Regions from separate parts of the Sus scrofa genome. Here region 2 is linked to region 1. The links are chromatin contacts, called in public Hi-C maps. All regions are on one chromosome and are shown on one strand. The core of a region is the stretch at or near the end of the contact, and the rest is flanking DNA. Distances in the headings are between cores, read along the strand shown.

What was found. A called contact is a pair of places that touch in the nucleus more often than the background predicts.
Region 2: a Hi-C map of liver shows a contact between it and region 1, with 2.5 times the contacts expected there. The contact joins the promoter of GDPD5 here to the enhancer-like site in region 1. A contact is called at or near these places in 2 of 5 promoter capture datasets (fetal skeletal muscle and liver) and 9 of 47 Hi-C or Micro-C datasets (embryonic fibroblasts, epiblast stem cells, fetal heart ventricle and 6 more).

What each region holds. Positions count from the first base shown.
Region 1 is chr9:9,535,180-9,539,608 of Sscrofa11.1, forward strand. It overlaps ARRB1 (beta-arrestin-1), which reads right to left. Exons shown (of 15, transcript XM_021062515.1): 6 at 3,870-3,929; 7 at 3,063-3,130; 8 at 551-686. Among named protein-coding and RNA genes, the nearest start is that of TPBGL, 35 kb to the left of the region's middle. Within about 2 kb of position 2,487, at least 22 of the 83 cell types and tissues checked have an H3K27ac peak or open chromatin away from gene starts, as enhancers often do. A contact at or near this core is called in liver, omental adipose tissue, retroperitoneal adipose tissue and 1 more, where this site is marked.
Region 2 is chr9:9,735,631-9,740,059 of Sscrofa11.1, forward strand. GDPD5 (glycerophosphodiester phosphodiesterase domain-containing protein 5) reads right to left here and starts at 2,556. Exons shown (of 18, transcript XM_021062519.1): 1 at 1,746-2,556.

The sequences.
Region 1 (4,429 bases), core at 1,237-3,736:
ACAATAAAAATAATGAGGATCAGAGCGGTGGGACCTTGGACAGGTTACCTAAGGAACCGCCCTGTACGAGGAGCAGGTGACATATCAAAGCCCAGCTGGTTCCGGCTGCCTGGAATTTAGACTCAGGAGGGTCTGAAAGAAGCTGGAGAAAGGTGGGGAAGGACTGACCCATTCACTCGGGGAAGCAGCTCTGAAGCCTCCTTGAAGAGCCTCGACTCGCATCTTGGCCCAAGAGCCTGCCTTCAGCTGCCCCCACTCCAAGAGGAAGAGAGGGTGCTCACGCTTCTAGGGAGGATGGGGGTGCAGGGGGAGGGCCAGGACCCAGGACCCCGCTGGGGGTACTCTGACTTCTGAAGTCAAGGGCCACCCCTTTCGTCCCCAGGAGGCTTCTCCAAATCCCTCAGGGGAGGTCTCAGATCCCGAGCCCTGTGGTCCTCAGGCTGGGGGCGGAAGCTCCTACCGAGGAGTCCCAGAGGCCCCGAGAGCTGGGATCCGAGGCTTCCGCCCCGGGGAGAGAGCCCCCACCCCCCGCCAAGCCCGAGCCCCCTACCTCCTTATCCAGGGAAGCCTCTAGATGCAAGGGCTTGTCCGACATGAGGAACTGCCTGGTGGTCTCGGCGGTGGGCTGGGGGCCGGGCCTCTCCGGGGCATACTGCACCTTCCGGATGACCAGACGCACGGAGTTCCTAGAGGGGATGGCAGAGCAGAAGACACCACGGTCACCTGCCGCCACCCCTTGCCCTGCGACCCTCACATCCCTCTCTGGCCTAAGAGGCTGCCATGGCTCCCGCGGCCTTGGAACCTGGTCCAAAACCCAGAGGTGGGCATGTGGCCTTGACACCATCTGGTCCCCCTTCAAGCCCCTCCGTCTCGTCCCCCAGCTCCCCCTACTTTCTCACTATCGCCCCTGATAGTCTGTCTTATTTCTTTCCTTTTCTTTTCTTTTTTTGTTCTTTTAGGGCTGCACCTGCGACCTATGGAGGGCTCCAGGCGAGGGGTCGAATCAGAGCTGTAGCTGCCGGCCTACACCACAGCCACAGCAAATGAGATCGAAGCCATGTCTTTGACCTACACCACAGCTCACGGCAACGCCGGATCCTTAACCCCCTGAGCGAGGCCAGGGATAGAACCTGCGTCCTCATGGATGCTAGTCTGGGTTCATTACCGCTGAGCCACGTCGGGAACTCCCTATCTGGTCCTATTTCTGAAGCTTTGCTTACGCTCAGTCCCAGCCTATAACATCCCCTTCCAGCTTCCGCCCTCATCCGCTTCCTTCCCCGAGGTCAACTGACCTTCCTTCCTCAAGGTCAACTGCTCTGAACTCCTACCACATCAGGGGCCAAGCCATCCCGTGGCAGCACGTTATGTGGCTCTGTGTCTTGGTAGCCAGCAGGATGCTAAGAAAGCGACTATGTTTCACTTCCTGCGTCCCCATGGCACCTAAGAACGTGAGCTCTTTCAGGATAGACGTTTCTGTCTAAATCGTTGACTGCTATGTTCTCAGTACCTACGACAACGCCGGCCGCCATGTACTGAATACCTGCTGAGTATTTATTAAATAAAAATGTGCACGGGGACAAGGGCCCCAGGAAGAACGGGGGCTTGAGGAGGTGATGAGTTCAGGGAAAGGACGCATATGCAGTCAGGCGACGAGGACCAGTAAAGGAGATAAAGACTCAGTGAGATGAGGGTGGCCCGGCGACGGGGCTCAGGGAGGACAGCAGGACAGGCAGTCTCCGTGGGGGCTGGGTGTGCTGGCATCCCTGATTCTCAGAGAAGCCACCTCCGTTCCCTGGAGCCAGACAGCCAGGATTCAAGTCCTAGCCCTCCCCTTACTAACGGCATGACCTTGAGTAAATGAACCCCTGGGCCTCAGTTTCCTCATCTGTAAAATGGCGACAATGGCAGGACCCTCTTCTTACGCTTGCTGTGTGGATTAAATTAGCTCGTACGTGTCCATCACTTTGAACTGTGTCTGGTGTATAATAAGCTCTTGATAAGTGCGAGCTGCTGTATTATGTTAAGGGGTAACTCTGGCGTGGCTTTAAAATGTCCCATGGGTGCAGGTTGAGAGTGCTGGCTCTCAGGGCTGCCTCCCCCGCCTTGCTCTGGCTAGACCCCCTACCACAACCTACAACCCCCTTCCTTTTTCCTGGTCTCAGGTCTTCAGAAGAAAAAGGGTACAGAGAAGCAGAGGAGACGGGTTCCCTCTCGCCACGCACATGAGCTGCCAGGCTGGAGTGGGAGACGCCTGCAATGCCACATGTAACCACCAGGTGGCAACTTGGCCCACTCACCAAGGGGTTGCAGCGCCGGTGACTGGGGGCAGGGGCTGCAGAGTTGCTGGCTAAGCCCTTCCAGGAGGCCAAGCGCAGTCTGAGCCCAGGAGGGGCAGGTATGGGAGCGGGGCTGGGCAGCTCACCCCAGAGGTAAGGGCCAGCTACTCCCGGCAGCTGGTCTGGGCTTTCTGTCCAGCCAGGGCTGTGTCTCTCCAGTAAAATGCTTCCCTCCTCTGAGACAAGGCTGACCTCCTCCTCTCTCTGCCCTGGGCAGCTTCACCTTCTCCACTTCCCTCCTTTGCTCAGGGGCCTCCACGGACACAGCTCCCTCCCCTCCCCCCCGACCCCCCTTGCCACCCCCAACCCCCTGCTGATGGCCTCCCAAGAGAACTGGGAAGTTGGGCCAGAATGGCAGGGGAAACATCTTGCTCACTGTTGAAAACAATCTGAATTTCAGGTTTTTTCCAAAACAAATTAAAGGACACGAAGTCTGGAGAGGAAGAGATTAGAGGCAGGGAGATGAAGGAAGTGGGTACAGAGTGGTGCCAAGGACAAAGCGCTGAGGCCTGAGCCAGAGCAACGGAGCCACCTCCTCCAGGAAGCCCTCCCGACCTGCCAGCCTTCCCCTGTGCCCTCTGCAGAGTTCCCAAGGCTGGAATGCAGCCCCTCCTCACACACTTCCAGGCATTGTTCCTTCTATCCTCTTCGGACTTTTCCGATCCTGTCTCCCCCGACGGCCAGCAGGCAGCCCACACCCAGGCGGCCGAAGCTGCCTCTCCTCACCGCTTGTGGATCTTCTCCTCCAGGTTCTCTGCACAGAAGGCTTTTACTTCGTAGTCCACACCGCAGGCCTGTGGGGAAGGGTTTCTGAGCACAGGGCCTTGGAGAGGGCAGGCTCCTGTGGGCACGGCTGGCCTGCCCTCATTTACCAAGGCCACGGGACAGGAACACATGTTCCCACAGCCTGAGCCCTCTCGTGCACCGTGCACTGCGCTGCAAAGGAAAAAGTGCAGGGCTGCCTCCCCCATCCGACCCTCCCACGGAGCTGCTCCCTGACCGGCTCCTCTGAAGACTCCTGTCCACATCGAGGCAGCCGCCCAGCAAGGACAGCGGGACCTCGGCAGCCCCGCGCAGGGAGCGCCGCCTGCACGCGGACCCCGCACTGACCGCTGTGCCCTTCAGCATTCACTCCACCCTCCGGACACGCCACAAGGCAGGTCCCATCACCTCCATGTCGCAGATCTGAGGCCTGAGAGGTTCTCCGAGCCTCAGTCTCCCCCCCTGAGAAATGGTGATGGGTGCACCTCCACACAAGGTTGTGAGGCCCGACCGTTGTCCAGAGAACATTCTGCAGCCAACACCGAAGGGCAAGTGACTCAGGAGAGGCCCTGGGCACATCACTGAGCCAGGGGGCAAGGATGATACCATACCTGTCGCCCCATCTGAAAAGACTCCTCATCTGAGGTGGGATCAGCCTGGTCTAGACACAGGAGGTGTCTACAGGGAGGGTTCCAGCACCCCCAGAGAGAAGGTGGGGACTGGGGACACAGCGTCCTGGACCCAGAGAGATGCTCCCTTGGGGGGACCCACCTTCCCTGTGTCTTCAGGCCCCGGCTGCAACGTCACAGAGCATGGGAGGTTCGGAGGGATCTGTGAAGAGGACAGACGGACCTGTCACATTCACCTCGGGCCTCCCTGGGTCTCCGCCCCCACCCCCACCCCCCATTCATCAGAGCAGGGGCCCCTCAGGACAGGCTCCTTCCATCAGACTAGGGAATTCAGAGGACAGGCCACGTCTCCGCCATCAGACCACGCCGGGCCACGCCCCGTGTGAGACCAGAGGTCCCTCCAGCAAAGCCAAGAATTTCAGTGCTTTTCTTTATCTAAGGGTTTAGCCCAGCACAGGCCCCACAGAAGGAGAGCGGCAAAGGTCTTTCCAAGAAGTCCGCTGTGGTAGGCAGAGAAGTGGCCTCCCCCAGGGGTCTACCTCCTACTCTCCAAAGCCCAGCACTGTTGCCTTAAACGGCCCAAACGACTTTACAGGTGTGATGGAGGCTCCCGCGATGGGGAGAGTGGTCCCGATTATCCAGGTGGGCCTGATGTAAGCACAGGGTCCTTAACCGTGAAAGCAGGAAGCAGAGAAGTCAGCA
Region 2 (4,429 bases), core at 1,306-3,805, 200 kb after region 1:
ACGCAGCCTCCCTTGACCCCAGTGGACAGGTAAGGCTCGGAGCCATGGATGCCACCAAGAGGTCCCAGGTGGGGCCTCCCCAGCCCCATGGCGCCTCATCCCAGGCTCCAGGTCTTTTCCATCCCGCCATGAAATGAGATCACACGTGTGAAATCATCTCATCAAGGAGGAGCTTTGTGTAGACAGCAGGGAGAATTATTGTGAGAATTTGAATCCCCATGGATGGTGGGTGGGGGGAATCCCAAGCCCCTCCACCGCTTTCTCTTCCGGTTCCCCCAACCTCTTCCTCCCCGCCTCCCCCCTCCCCCACCCCCCAGCTTCCAGCCTTTGGCTGACCTCTCCCCCTCCCCCTCCCCTTTCCCCCTCCCCCCTCCCAGGGGCTTTCCAAGGTGATTTCCCCTGGACTCCAGGAAGCCAGGCACAGCAGGGGTTAACTCAGCCCAGCCAAGGCTTGAGGGAGCGCTCGCTCGGGAGCGGGGGGGTCCCCAGACTGGGTCCCCTTCCCCCCCAGAACAAGAGCCCACAGAGTCCATGCCAAGCACTCTTTCTCAACACCCCTCCCCCTGCACAGCCCCGGGGGGCAGCAGAACAAGCCCCTGCCTGGGAGTCCAGGTACCTGGGGCTGTGCCCCCAGCCCTGGCAGCCCCCGCCCTGAGAACTTGGGCGAGCCCCTCCCCTCCTGCACCAGAGGTGTCTTGCAGGTTCCCCCGCCCAGGAGAGGCTGAGGTCAGCCTCGGGTCTCGTCCCAGCACCAGCCACAGAGATTCTCACAACAGCCTCGCACGTGGTCACCCGGACCTCACAACCTCACATCAGGGGTGGGCAAACCCCAGCCACCCACCAAGAAGATGCTAACTGGGAGGAGGAGTGGACACTCTGAAGGATGTTTAGGATCATCTTCTCAGGCACCCTGCTGGCTCAACTACATGCTTGCTTTAGGACCTCGACAACTGGCACCCCCTGTCCCCCGGCCTCAGCGGCCTCCTTGCTAACGTGAAGGGTGTGAGCTGGGTGGGTGCTGAGGGGCCCCATTTCCTACAGCTCTGATGGGCTCTGACGTGGAGCCCTCCTCATTGCATTCTCCCAGCAGATAAGCAGCGTCTTGGGGCTTCCAGAGTGTCTCAGAGACCCCGGGGTCTGACCCACGGGGGACAGGGGCAGCTGCTCTCTGTCAGGGAGGGAAGCCTGGGAAGCTTCCACCTCCGTCCTCCACTCCGGATCACCTTTCCTGGGAAGTGACACGGCCAATGGATGAGAGGGAAAGGGGCCAGGAAAAGCCGCGTCCCTGGCCTGGGGATCAGCTCCCCGATGCCCCACCTTGACCCCTCCCCCATCTCCTGCCTGGCGGCCCCGCACTTCCTTTCTTCTCTCCACTCTCAGCTCCTTTCCCTCTCCAGCCTAACGTTCCTCCCCAGTCTCAGTCCTCGAGGAAAGCGAGCGGGGCTAATTAACCTCGTTGAACCTCACTTTCCCCATCTGCAAGCGCCGGTACCAGCACACAACACCTTTCATCACTCAGAGTGATAGCGGGCCGTTTGAAGGATCATTTGCGCAAGGGTGGGGCGCGGACCCGCACACAATGGGCGCTCAATAAGTGCCGGTTGGCTCCCTTCCCCCTCCTCTCCCCGCGCCCCTCCTAGCCAGCTGCCGGCGCAGCTAGCGCCCGGTGCACGCCCGCAGGTGGCCCCGGCGCTGCCCAAACTGGGTCGGAGGCCGCCCGCGCCCGGCATCCGGGGCTCTCTCACCTGCAGCACTCGGCTCTCCCCTGTGTTTTCTTCGGGGCAAGCGCTCAGCCCCTCGCCCGGGGCGGCAGGAAGGTGGCTGCTTCGTCTCACAGCACCAGCCCAGTCCGGTTCAGTCCGACGGGCCAGCCCGCCTGGGACCCCTCATAGGGCTCTGGGCCCGGGTCGGGGCTTCCTGGACGTTAGCACCGCACCAAATCCGAAGCACCGGGGCAGAGGCAGCTGAAGGTCCGGGCTCCTTTGCACTCAGACGGAGGGGTGGGGGCACCCTGCCTTAATCCCGGGCGGAGGGCTAGGGGCTTCGGCACACACTAGAGAAAGGCTGGGAAGGAGCCGGTAATCCCAGAGCCGTGTGGTGGGCCAGGAGCGTCCCGCCCTGGTGCACTGGATCAGGGTCAGGGGTTTGAGGCGTCCCGGCCACACGCCCCGGACCGCGGAGCGCAGAACCGGGCTGGGGTTGGCGGGGCAAGGCAGGGCGCGGGCGAGAAGACGCGGAGCCGCGGCGGCTGGAGCCCGGTAGAGAAGTCTTCCTAGGTCCGGACTCGGCTCGCTCTGCAAAATGGGGCGGTCCTCGGCGTGGCAGCTGACTCCAGAGCTCACAGCCGCGGCTCCACTTCCTCCTCTTCTCCCGGCTGGCCCGCCGCTCGCTCAGCCTCGAGCCGCAGCCGCTGCCACCGCCGCTGTCAGCCCCGCCGCCCACCCCCACAGGAGCTGCCGCAGGAGCCTGAGCCGGAGTCGAGCAGAGCCGAGGCAGCGCCGCCCAGCGCCGGAGCGCCGGCCAACGCGGCCCCGCCCGAATTGGGGCGGGGTCACCCGAGGCCACGCCCTCGCCCGGCCACAGGCAAGGGGCGGGGCGCACTCCAGATCCCCTCCCCCCGTCCCGCGCTGTCGGGCCACGAGGGCCAATGGGAGAGTGGGAAAGGAGCGGAGCTCTGCGGAACGTGGAGTCTACCTCGGAGAGGGCGGGGCAGAGATGGAGAGGTGCGGCCGGAGAGGACAATGGATCCGGGTGATAGAGGTTTAAAGAGCTGGGCGTGTGGCGAGGGTATCCTGGGGACCCGGATAGAGGAGAAGTGGTGAGCTCCGGTTTGTCTGGGACACAGCGGTGGGGAAGTCAAGGGGTAGGAACAGGGGTCGGGGTGGGGAAAAAAGAGGCCGGATGGAGGCCAGATGCGTTATCAGAGGTAGTGGAGTCCAGGGAGAGTGGAGCCCTCGGAACCGGTGAGACACGCCCTCACAGCACCCCAGTACCTTCTCCCTCTGCGGCCTCTAGGGCTCATCGCGAGGAGATGAGGGTTGGATGCCGTGAAATATTCTGATTTCAGGTTTCGGGAAAAATAAGCAGTCAAGAGCAAAAGTGTGTGAGGACAGCACACTCCTTGAATCTTGATGTTTCTACCCTGTGCTCCTCCCCTCCCCGGCCCCAGAGCCTTGGGACAGGAGCTAGGCTTGCATAAGGCGGGACACAGGGCAGGTCTTGGATGGTTTTCGGGATTAAATGAATGAGTGTTGAGTGTCCTGTAGGGGCCATGGGAACGCCACTAATGGGCCTGGCAAGTGAAGGAATGGAGGCGGCACAGTACAAGCTTCCCGAAGCCTCACCACCAGCCTTATGCAGTAGGTACCCCATTTCAGCGATGAGGCCACCAAAGCAGAGAGGAGCCAAATGATGTTCCCAAGACCATAAGCTGGGATAGGATTCCACCCACTCATCACTATTACATTCTAGGACAAAGCTGTGTGGCTTTGAACAGGTTGCTCAACCCCTCTGAGCCTCTGGTTCCTCGTGTATAAAAGGGAAATAGAGATGTTGCGACTTGGCAGGGACTGGCCAGCCACCAGGCTTCAGAGGAGGGAGGGAAGGGTCTTCCTGGCAGAGGAAGCAGCACATGCAAAAGCATGGAGTCTGAAAGGATGCTTCTGGGGACCCCTGGCCTATTCTGGGGGGATTGGGAGAGGCTTCTCTCAGGGAGGGACAGGCAGACTCAGGCCAGAAGTCAGGGGTTAGCTAGCTTGGGAGGGAACCTCTGTCTGCACAGAGGCCACCCTGGGCAGAACCCCGGGTGTGGGGAAGGGCGCTGCTCTGTTGAAGAACCCGGCCAAGTTCAGGGTGGCTGTGGACCTCCCAGAGAAGAGACAGCAGAACAGATGGGAAGAGGCGGGTGGAGCCAGACAAGGAGATAGATGACCTTTTTCTAGGGGCCAAGAACTGTGTTGAGATCTAGCTCACGACCCTGAACCTCACAGGGGTTTGCCGAGGTCCCAGCTTTAAAGCCCCTGGGTCTGGGAGTTCTCACTGTGGCTCAGCCACAATGAGAATCCGGCAGCTGCAGCTCGGATTCAACCCCTAGTCGGGGAACTTCCATATGCTGCAGGTGTGGCCCTAAAATATAAATAAATAAATAAATAAATAAATAAATAAATAAATAAATAAATAAAGCTCCTGAGTCTGGACTCACTGGGTATCAGAGGGGGCCCCTGGCCCTGGGAAGATTTTTAAGCCAGGCGTTGACATGGGAAAGGCAGCACTTTGTAGGGAAACTGGGGAGCAGGAAAACACTTAAAGCCCACAAGGGGCAAATGGTGTGAAGGGCCGGAGTCCTCTGTGAGGCCTGGACCCAGAGCTCCGTCCCATCCCCTCTCCAGAGCGCACCTGCCTGAGAGTGCCGTTGGGAGAACAAGAGAGA